Regions from separate parts of the Vulpes vulpes genome. Here region 2 is linked to region 1. The links are chromatin contacts, called in public Hi-C maps. All regions are on one chromosome and are shown on one strand. The core of a region is the stretch at or near the end of the contact, and the rest is flanking DNA. Distances in the headings are between cores, read along the strand shown.

The links. Hi-C and Micro-C count contacts between places; a contact is called where the count stands out from the background.
Region 2: a contact with region 1 is called in a Hi-C map of skeletal muscle, with 3 times the contacts expected there. The contact joins the promoter of ERCC5 here to the promoter of TPP2 in region 1. A contact is called at or near these places in 2 of 3 Hi-C or Micro-C datasets (both in skeletal muscle).

What each region holds. Positions count from the first base shown.
Region 1 is chr6:51,957,247-51,962,428 of VulVul3, forward strand. It overlaps TPP2 (tripeptidyl peptidase 2), which reads left to right and starts at 3,202. Exons shown (of 29, transcript XM_026008891.2): 1 at 3,202-3,461. The coding sequence starts at 3,297.
Region 2 is chr6:52,194,035-52,199,216 of VulVul3, forward strand. ERCC5 (ERCC excision repair 5, endonuclease) reads left to right here and starts at 2,302. Exons shown (of 15, transcript XM_026008881.2): 1 at 2,302-2,750. The coding sequence starts at 2,663.

The sequences.
Region 1 (5,182 bases), core at 1,952-4,451:
TGCCACTGTGGGAGATACTTTTTCACATTTCGTTCTGATAAAACCCTCAGACTGATAGTTGAGGACTTTGAGGTCTTGTTAATCATGAAGCTGATTAGTGACAGAACTAGTCCTAGAGTCCCTTAACTTCTAACTGCTTTTACTAGAATATTCTCTGCCTCTCTTGCTCAAGTCAGGATACTCAGGATCATTATTAGGATCAGCCTTTAATTGGAATCCTAAGTCAAACATTTTTCTGGCACCCCAAGTTTGGGGCCCTGGGAGGAGCAGCCTCATGGCAAATGCTGCACAGGATTTCAAAACCCAGCAGCCAGGACAAGGTGGATGCTTTCAAAATCGCTACATGGCTTTGGAAACTTGACTAACAAATATTGTCTAAATGAGGTGGCACCACAATTGCTGCAAAGAGGTGACTCGTGGGAAGCTTATTGCCTCTCGCGGCCCCTTTGCACTGACTTGCAGGCTCAAATGGGCAGGGGATGGGGAAGGGAGGTGTGTCAAGAGCACCTGGCTCTGCACATCCTGCTATGAACAATGCTATGTGGGAGGGTTTCATGGGTCCAGCCTATTAATCTGCCCCAGATAGGGTAAGTGACACCTTTGTCTGACTCTACTGTGTCCCCTCCTCCCCTGCCTCTTCCTCCTCCTCTCATTCCTCAGTCCTTGTTTTATTTATCTGTACCTTCATTGTTCCCTCTAGTATCCTCTACTTATTTCCTTCCCATATCTGTCAAGCTGTTTGTCAAGTTTTGCAGACTGACTCAGCCTTGAAAGATTCCTCTTAGCTGAGAAAGTCCTTAAAGCAAAGGAGGAAAGAATGTAAACACAGAGCGTGGATACTATGGTTTGAAAACAAAGAATAAAGGACTTCATTTTGAGTTAAAGTGATTTTAGGGGTTATATGAAATAGTGATTATTACTGTGGTACAAAAGTCATAATTTCAAAACGATCAATATCTAGACATTTAATGTCATATCTACTCTTTAAATTTTTTAAAATTTATTCATGAGAGACACACAGAGAGAGACAGAGACATAGGCAGAGAGAGAGGCAGGCTCCCTACAAGGAGTCCGATGTGGGACGCGATCAAGGACCCTGGGATCACGCACTGAGCCATAGGCAGCCGCTCAACCGCTGAGTCACCCAGGCATCCCATATCTACTCTTTTCTAAGTGTATCTGCTTGAAGATGTGCATATGGTGGAAGGATATACTTACTCTCCTTTGCACCTGTCACATCTGGGTCTACCACTTTTTGGTGCAAAAATCATCTTACTATTGTGCAGTGTCTGCAGGGGAAGTAGCCTTTGGGGCATCAAACAAAAAGGGACAATTTGGAATACTGGCAGCAAAACCATCTTTAATCACAGAGCCCAGTAACATGCATCTCACGCGTCTTTTTGAAAGCTACATTTTAAATGACCTTTGTTCAGCAATTTGTAATCAAAGTTTAAGATTTGTCCACAGTGTTTTGATCAACTTTCTGGTTATTAAAAGATAACTTAATCCAAAAGAAAAATTTTCATACTTTCTTTCCAGGAAGACGTTTAAAATTAAATTTTAACACACAACTTTTAGATCATAAGTGATCACTGACTTTCCATTATAAATGTGGATTTCATTAGGAGAAAACACCATAGAATGGAAATAAACTTTCAAGAAACAGTGATGTAAAATGACTGGTTTTAGATATATTTTGGGGGTACCTGGCTGGCTCAGCCGGTAGACCTGCCACTGACTTTTGCTGTTGGGGTGGTGCATTCAAGCCCCCATGTTGGGTGTACAACTTAGGTAAATACGTGTTTTGAATATGACTTTGAATATGTCCAGATATTTTATAAACAGACACTACTAGGTATCAAAGAGTAACATTCAACTGGACATGTTTAAGCGGGTGATGTAGGGGCGCCTGGGTGGCTCGTTGGTCTGGCGCCTGCCTTTGGCCCAGGGCGTGATCCTGGAGTCCTGGGATCGAGTCCCACGTCGGGCTCCCTGCATGGAGCCTGCTTCTCCCTCTGCCTGTGTCTCTGCCTCTCTGTGTGTCTCTCATGAATAAAGAAAATCTTTTAAAAAATTTTTAAAAATAGGGGATCCCTGGGTGGTGCAGCGGTTTGGCGCCTGCCTTTGGCCGAGGGCGCAATCCTGGAGACCCGGGATCGAATCCCACGTCGGGCTCCCGGTGCACGGAGCCTGCTTCTCCCTCTGCTTGTGTCTCTGCCTCTCTCTCTCTCTCTCTCTCTCTGTGACTATCATAAATAATAAATAAATATTTTAAAAATAAATAAATAAAAAATTCAAAAAATAAAAGCATTGCTGAGAAGGGGTCTCTAAGCCTCGGCAGGTTGCCAAAGTAACCCGAGGCGCAGATGCGCTCCGGTCGCCCAGCTGTGCACACAGATCACTAAAGAACCACGAGCGCGGCGTGGAGCAACCGATGGCTACCGGGAATCCGCAGAACTGCCGATCGTGGGTCGGTAGTTGAGTGAACCTTAAGGAACAACGGGGGAACTTCGACTTAAAGGGCCAAGCAGTGGTTCCTAGAAATCTGGGAAGCTAAAGGTAAGTACGCGACGAGGACGGGAGGGGCGGGCCTCGGCGTCCCACGCAAGGCCCCGACCCGCTTCCCGCCGCCGGGGCTCCGGCCTGTCCCACGCGCCTAAGCGGTGCCCAGGGAGACCCCAACCCCACACCACTGGCTCAAACACCGTCTTTCGGAACTCTACGTCCGGGCCAGCCGCCGACATGCCGCGACTCCAGGGGCTGGGGGCTGGGGGCTGGGGGCTTGGGGCTCGAGGCTGGGCCCCTTCCCTGGTCGGGGCGTTCCTCCCGCAGCGGACCCCGAAAACTTTGGTCCAAGGCTCCAAGCGCGGAAACCATCACTCGCCCCGCGCGAGTTCCGGCTCCGCCGCGCTGGCGGCACAGTTCCTTCCCGGTCCGTCGGGGAACGCTTCGCCCGGGACACGCTCGGAGCCCGGTCCCCTACCTAAGCACCATCCCAAGCGCCGGCCTCCTGAAGACCCCGGGGGGAGAAGCGAGACCCGGCCCCGCGCACTCAGGCTCCGCCTCCTTCCTTGCGGCCCGGGCAACACTCCGGCCCGGCCCCGGAGAGCGGCGCCTTTGGCTGACGTCGCGGTGCGTGATTGGCCGCCTCCCCCTGGCGGGCCGCGATTGGCCGGCGCCCGGCCCCGCCCCCGCCCCCGCCCCCGCCCAGGCCCGCGGCCGCCCGGGTGTCCTCGCGCCGCTCGTCCGCGCGCAGCCTGGCAGTTTGCCTCTTCCTCGTCCTCCAGCCTGCGTCCATGGCCACCGCCGCGGCCGAGGAGCCCTTCCCCTTCCACGGCCTTCTGCCCAAGAAAGAGACCGGGGCTGCCTCCTTCCTCTGTCGCTACCCGGAGTATGACGGGCGGGGGGTGCTCATCGCAGTCCTGGACACGGGGGTCGACCCCGGGGCTCCGGGCATGCAGGTGCGGCGGCCGCGGAGGGCGGGCGCGGGCGCGGGGCGGGGGCGGGGCGGGGGCGCGGGCCGGCCGGGGGCGCGGAGGGGAGCGGCCCGGAGCCCCGCAGGCCGAAGCCCGCTGTGCGGCCGAGCGGGAGCCGGCCCCGGCTGAGGCGGGCGCGGGGCGCGGGGCGCGGGGCTCGGGGCTCGGCCCGGGCAGCCCTCCCGGCCCAGACAAAAGCGGCTGGCCGGGCCGCCTGGGTCCGCCCTTGGCCCCGCATCCCCTTCCTGCCCCGGTGCGGCCGGGCCCGGGCCTCGGGCCCCTTCCCCCGCAGCTCCCTCGTGGCTCGGGCACCGGCCCCTGCCTGCGATTTTCACATTTTTTATTTTGGGTGGGGGTGGGGAGGAAGCAGGAAGGGGGCAGATGACCTCTCGGAACTTCATTTTGGTTGCTGTCGTTGGGGAGATTTGGTTTTGGGGAGAATCTGTCCTTAGCATGAAAGCCGGGTTTCAAGAAGATAACTCGGTCAACTTCCGGAATTGTTTCCTCTGCTAGTTTTACGTGTTCTATTTTTAAACCATCTTCTGCAGTGTAACTTGTTTAGGGTCATTGAAACGCTTGGTTTCGTCTTTGTTTTACATGAGAACCCAATTTAGTTTGTTTTTGGCGAACTCTTCAGGCTTTATGAGAGGAGGCTTCTGTGGTTTGTTGTTGTTCGTATGTTTTTTTGTTTTTTGTTTTTTGGTTTTGTTTTAGCCTCAAGGTGTAAGGCAACATACCCTAATTACGAGTTTAAAAAATTCATTGATTTTGCCATAGGCACCTTCGAAATCTTTAAAGCACTGTACCCAAAGGTGACTTTAAAAGATGTGTGTCTCTCGCTTAAAAGTATTCTAAGTCTTCAGAGTTTGACTTTTGTGAATTTCGCCTTAGCCTATTACTGAAATACAGTCCTAAAATGTCACCATTGTTGAGGATGCGTCTCTTAAAAATCTAATCTAATCCTGTCGTTCGCTGCTCTCTTCCTTTTGTGAGCCCGTCCGCTGTGTACCTTACTTAACCCTCCTTTCTACACCAGATGCTGGAGTTGAATGATTCTCTTCCTCCCCCAAGTACCCTCTGGCCTTTGGATCTTTTATTGCACGCTCGCTCTCTTAATTGAGGTGGCGCTCTCCGAGGTTAGGATGTCTTGGGGGCAAAAAGGGAACCGGTCTGTCTCTGTGCCGCATCCCTCCAGGAGGCTTGCTTCCCCCTGTGAATTCTTCAGCAGCCCTTTGGAGTACAACACACCTCGGGCTGGCAGAGCCAGACAGCCTTGGTGAATCAGAATAGCAAGTGATGTGTCCCTTCCTGGTACCTCTAGTGGTAACGGGCTGTTGTATTAATAACTCTGAAGACTTACAACAGTGACAGCTATCACCTCATTGAGGCTTTATTACACAGTAGTAATGGTTTCCATGCTGTTGTAGTGTATGTTTACTTTTTATAGGGATAAGTGGGAGGAGAACAGCTGGGGTAAGTGTTTACTGGCTCCTTTTTTGTCAGGATAATAAAAGGATCAGGAGGGTTTGGAGGAGTACTGTCTCAGTAAAAATGCTTTTGTAGAACTTCCCAGTCTGCTTCACTTATTGTTCCATTTCTCTCTGCAAAGTAACAGCAGTTATGCCACAGTGTTGCTAGGAAAATTGAGAAAATTATTTACATGTGACTTTTTAAAGGGCTCAAGAAAAGTGGTAAGTAAACACTAA
Region 2 (5,182 bases), core at 1,052-3,551, 240 kb after region 1:
ATTTCCGCATTGGTTGGGGATAATGGCATCTATTTTATAAATTGTTCTGAAGAATAAGTGAATGCATGTACAGTGTTTAGAAGAGTGCTTTGCAGACAGTGCTTGCTATTATTACTCCAAAAGTGTGTATTACTGCTCAGAATCTTGAGAACTCCTTAGGTAAGTCAAATACACACCCCTTGTGACTGTTCCCTCAAAAGAATATTTTGTATTCAAGCAATGTTGCTCTGGTTTTAAAAGCACATGTAATATTCAGATGCCTGTGTTGCTATTTGTTTTTACCCAGCTTGTAGACATAAAAAATGTTTTAGATGAAATCCTGAAATTGTTCCTATCCCCAGTGCTACACCCCATCATTAGGCCAGGCTGGTGCAGTAGCCAAAACACGTCCAAACTTGCCTTGTACCAGACAACTTGCTCCGGGATTCATCACAGTTTGCATATCAGTTTTACCCATAGCATTTTCTCCCTCGATCATTCGCTCAACAAACTAATTTGATCACTATTACCCACTAGGTGTTTCATATAAAAATCACCGATCTCAGAACCCTAAGAAATAGGTGGCACCACTATTTCCCTCCCAGACCCTCACTGGTGAAGAAATTTGCTTAGGATCATCGGGTGTCTCCGTTTACTAGCGCTGCCATAACATACCACAGACTGCAGTGCTTAAACAGCAGAAATGTATTTTTTGCAGTTCTGGAGGCTGCAAGTTTGAGATCAAGGGTTGACAGGTTTGGTTTTACCTGAGCCTTTCTCCTTGCCTTGTGGACGGCCACCTTCTCGCTGTGTCCTCACAGGCCTCGTCCTCAGTGTGCACATCCTTGGTGTCTGTGTGCCCAAATTCCCTCTCATAAGGACACCAGTCAGAATGGGTTAGGTTCACCCTCACAGTCTCATTTTAGCTTAATCACCCTTCAAAGGCCAATCTCCAAGTACAGTCACGTTCTGAGGTGTTGGGGTTTAGGGGTTTGCCACATAAATTTTGGAGGTGCACAGAGAGCTGAGCCCACCAACACAGGGTTATGATGTGGCTTGGGCAGGATTTGGACCACGGGCTGCCTGACTTGTGGACATTCTCTTTCAGGAGGATGCAAGATACACCCCACAGCTTTAGAGGTTGAAAGAAGTCATTCAGGCAATATTTATGGAACACCTGCTAAGTGTATGGAGTGTATGTGGGGTCCTAACAGTCAACAAAATAGCTCTTGGCTTCAGTAAGTCTATAGCCTCCTGTGGAGGGGAGGGGGACAACAAACATTGAACAGGCAATTATATTAACCTCTGTAAAATACAACCAGTAATCATTTCTGGGAATGACTCCACAAATGGAGTAAAGACTCCCCCCAAAAAACAAAACAAAACAAAAAACAAACCCCCAAACCCCCAAAATTGTGCAATGGTTTTCCTAAAAAGTAATTTTTAAAAAAGATTTTATTTACTCGTGAGAGACACAGAGAGGCAGAGACATAGGGGGCAAAGCAGGCTCCATGCAGGGAGCCCGACGTGGGACTGGATCCCGGGACTCCAGGACCACGCCCCGGGCCGAAGGCGGTGCCAAACCGCTGAGCCACCCGGGCTGCCCTAAATCAACCTTTCCATTGAGCTTCAACCTCGTTTCTATACAAGTTAGAACCAATGTGTATGATGAGTCATCACTTATTGAATGGTAGTGGTGAGCAGTCTTCATACATCACCTGCATTCCTAGCTAAAACAGTCTGTAAGATGGATCTTATGCCCCATCTGCAGAGGAAAAGCCAAACCCCGAACCAGCCCGAACACTAGGACGCGGCGTGGTGGGGATCGGACTCTGGGCCTGCAACCGCCTTTCCAGCAACTACTCTCACGACCAAGTCTCTCGTCACTTCTGACCTACGGAACATGGAATCCTAAATTTAGACACCGGAGAAACACCAAACTATATTTCAAGGGCTAAGGCTTTTAAAAGGTGGTTAAGTTAAAAACGATGCCCTATTATTATCTAGCTACTACAGGGTGTCGGGAAAAAAAACGTGTTGATTTAAGAACCTCAGCCAAGCATCCCCCTTTCTGTTGTCGCCTCTCATGTAAAACAATAGTCGGTATTAAGAGTTTGCAGAACTGGCGGCGGGCGGGGAGAAACTGACCCGCAAGAGCCACGTGGAGAACTGTCACGTCAGCGAGCAGATACTCCGCATCGCGGGGAGGGTTAGCGGCGACAATGCCCGCGTGGAGGCGGTTCGGGAACAGCAGGACGCACGCACAGCGACGGAAGCCACCCCGCTTCCGGGGTGGAGAGGCGCAGCCAATATACGTGTGCCAGGAGGCGGGACTTCCGCCTGGAGCCTGCATTAGACGGAAGCGGGGCGCTCCCGTTTTGCGTCGGTTTACGCACTAGCTTAAGGAGACAGGCTGTGTGTGTGTGTGTGGGGGGGAGCCCCTTCTGGCGGCTTATCTCGCCGACGCCCCCCCCCCCCACTCCTCCTTTTAGAGTGCGTAGGTTTGGGGCAAGCCTTGGGCGAGAGGAGGACTTGCTCTTCCCGACGCCGGCCCCTCCCTGGTCCCGCCTTTCTCCTGTGAGGCAGCGTCGCCACCGGGAAGTACCGCTGCGGCCGCGTTGTTGTCGGGCTTCCCCGGGTGGGAGCGTTGCGAGCCTGCCGCCCCGCCTGTCGCCGCAGCCTCATGGGGGTCCACGGGCTCTGGAAGCTGCTGGAGTGCTCCGGGCGGCAGGTCAGCCCGGAGACCCTGGAAGGGAAGATCCTCGCCGTGGGTATCCTTGACGTGTCCTCGGGTGCGGGATTCTCGCCAGGTCCCAGTTCCTCGCTGTGGGCTCCCCACTGGGCGCGGGGTGGCTGGGCAGGAGGCCAGGCGCCCTGGGCGGTGCCGTCCACCTCCTTGATGACCCTTTCTCTCCCCGAGTGTCTGCCCTTCCCGGCTTTGGGGTCAGGCCACCCAGGATCGCAGTCGTCGGGGTTTATCCTAGGGTGTGTGTGCGCCTCCGTTCTCGTCTGGAAGGTGGCAGCGATGGTAGTATCCACACGCAGGGTTGGTGTGAGTAATAAGGGGGTCACGTAAGTGGAAGGAGCTTCGTGAACGTTGTAAGGCTTAGAAGTAGGATCCCTGCTGGGAGGTGAGCATGGAGAAGACGCGGCGGACTTCCCCACCGGGACTTGTACTGTCTGTCCTGACTTCTGCCCCACTAGGCTTGTTAGAAGAAGGGTGGTGGGGACAGGGGTTCGACCTTTTTTTCTTTTCTTTTCTGAAAAGTAACTTTTACTATTTTTTATTATGGGTTTTGGAATAGGAAAGCGACGTTGTGCAACACTGGGAAGGCTTCAAAAGAGAAACAGTGGTTGGTTGGTTGTTTTGTTTTCTCCTCCTAGTCTCTATGAAGGACTTTAAAGGACCGTCGTTTGTGTATCTGTCTGGTTTGGTGTCTTTGGAATTAAACGTTTTAATTTTCTTTTTTTTTTTTTTTTTAAATTGTGATCCTGTATTCCTTTTCTTTTTTATTATTTTTTTAAAGATTAAATTCATTTTGCCAACATACAGTATAATGCCCAGTGCTCATCTCATCATGTGCCCTCCCTAATGCCCAGCACCTAGTTACCCCATCTCCCAACGCCTTCCCAAATGTTTGTCTTCTTTATCAAAATATGAATACTCGTGAAAGTTTGGTCTTTTTATTCGTTAAGCATTCTCCTCCTTTCCGTCCTCCTCTTTTGAATGGCTGTTCTGTTCTGGAAGCTGGTGGCACCTTACACCAGTTCTTTCCTGGGAACTTATGAGCCTAGGAGTTCATAAGGGAGGTGGAGGAGAGAATCATGTAAATAATTCCTGTCGGTGGTAAATGCAGTTTAAGAATGAGTAAGAATTCTGCGGAAGGAGCCACAGAGAGGAACCATTATTGAGCCTGGAGACAACTTATACATAATGGAACACTGAAAATTTTCAAATTAAAGTTAAGATGATGATTATATTTTCTGCAGTGTGAATAATCTTGAACTACGTCTGTAACAAGTTGTGGCTTGCTGAAAAGTTTTTATGCAGGATACCATGCGTAGGGGAAAGGGAAAGGTGCTGGTGGTTGTTTTTTAAGCACATGTGCTATTGTTGCCCTCTAGTGGTTCTTCAAATCACTGCTTCCTAAAGATTTTCATCATAGACCTGTACCTGAAGGAAAGCGCAGTTTTCAGTGACAGGAACCCTTCAAACTTCAGCAAAGACTTAGGCATTTTATGTTGCAGCCCCTATGAAGAATTAACAATCTATAAAATCTTTAAGATGACACATGAAGTTCAGCATTCTAATTTTTTAGGAAGTTGTCCAAAGTAAGGAAGGTAAATCATTTAATTTAGAATTTAGATTATTTTTAGATGACCCAGGAGCTCTTTTGGGACATGAAATGATTTTCATGAGGTTATTAAGTTTTTCTGAAAGAACAAATCATTTAAAGAGGACTGTCAAAGATCTTTCACTTATTTATTTATTTTTTTAATTTTTATTTATTTATGATAGTCACACAGAGAGAGAGAGGCAGAGACACAGGCAGAGGGAGAAGCAGGCTCCATGCACCGGGAGCCCGACGTGGGATTCGATCCCGGGTCTCCAGGATCGCGCCCTGGGCCAAAGGCAGGCGCCAAACCGCTGCGCCACCCAGGGATCCCAAAGATCTTTCACTTATAATTACAATCTCATTTATATACGTATGTGTATAAAAATATATGTAAAAGAAATTTGATTGTTTTATAATTGATTTTGCTTTGTTTCATTTTCATGGGAATTTGAATTAAAATATCTGACCTATATTCCATTTTTTGGTCTTTTTTGTTAAGAAATTATCTACGACATACTAGGTTCATAAGTTACTCGTGGATCCTTAAAATACATTTTTTAAAACCATCTATAAGTGAGTGTCTTGTTTATTTATCCAATCTAAATGTGCCCAATAACAATTAACAGCTTAACTTTAGTTTCTTATGAATCTTAGCATACAAAATGCATTTGTAAAATGCATTTACGTGTCTTAGCAAAATATTACACTCTCTTTAGGCTATGCATACTAATTGGTATTAAATTGTAAGTCACCTACCAATAGAACTAAAGTAATTTACCTTTCGTTTCAGAATGTTATTGGTCCTTTGGGTCTTATCTATAAAATGTTTCTGGCTTTGCTGTGGATTTAATTTTTTTCCAGCTGTT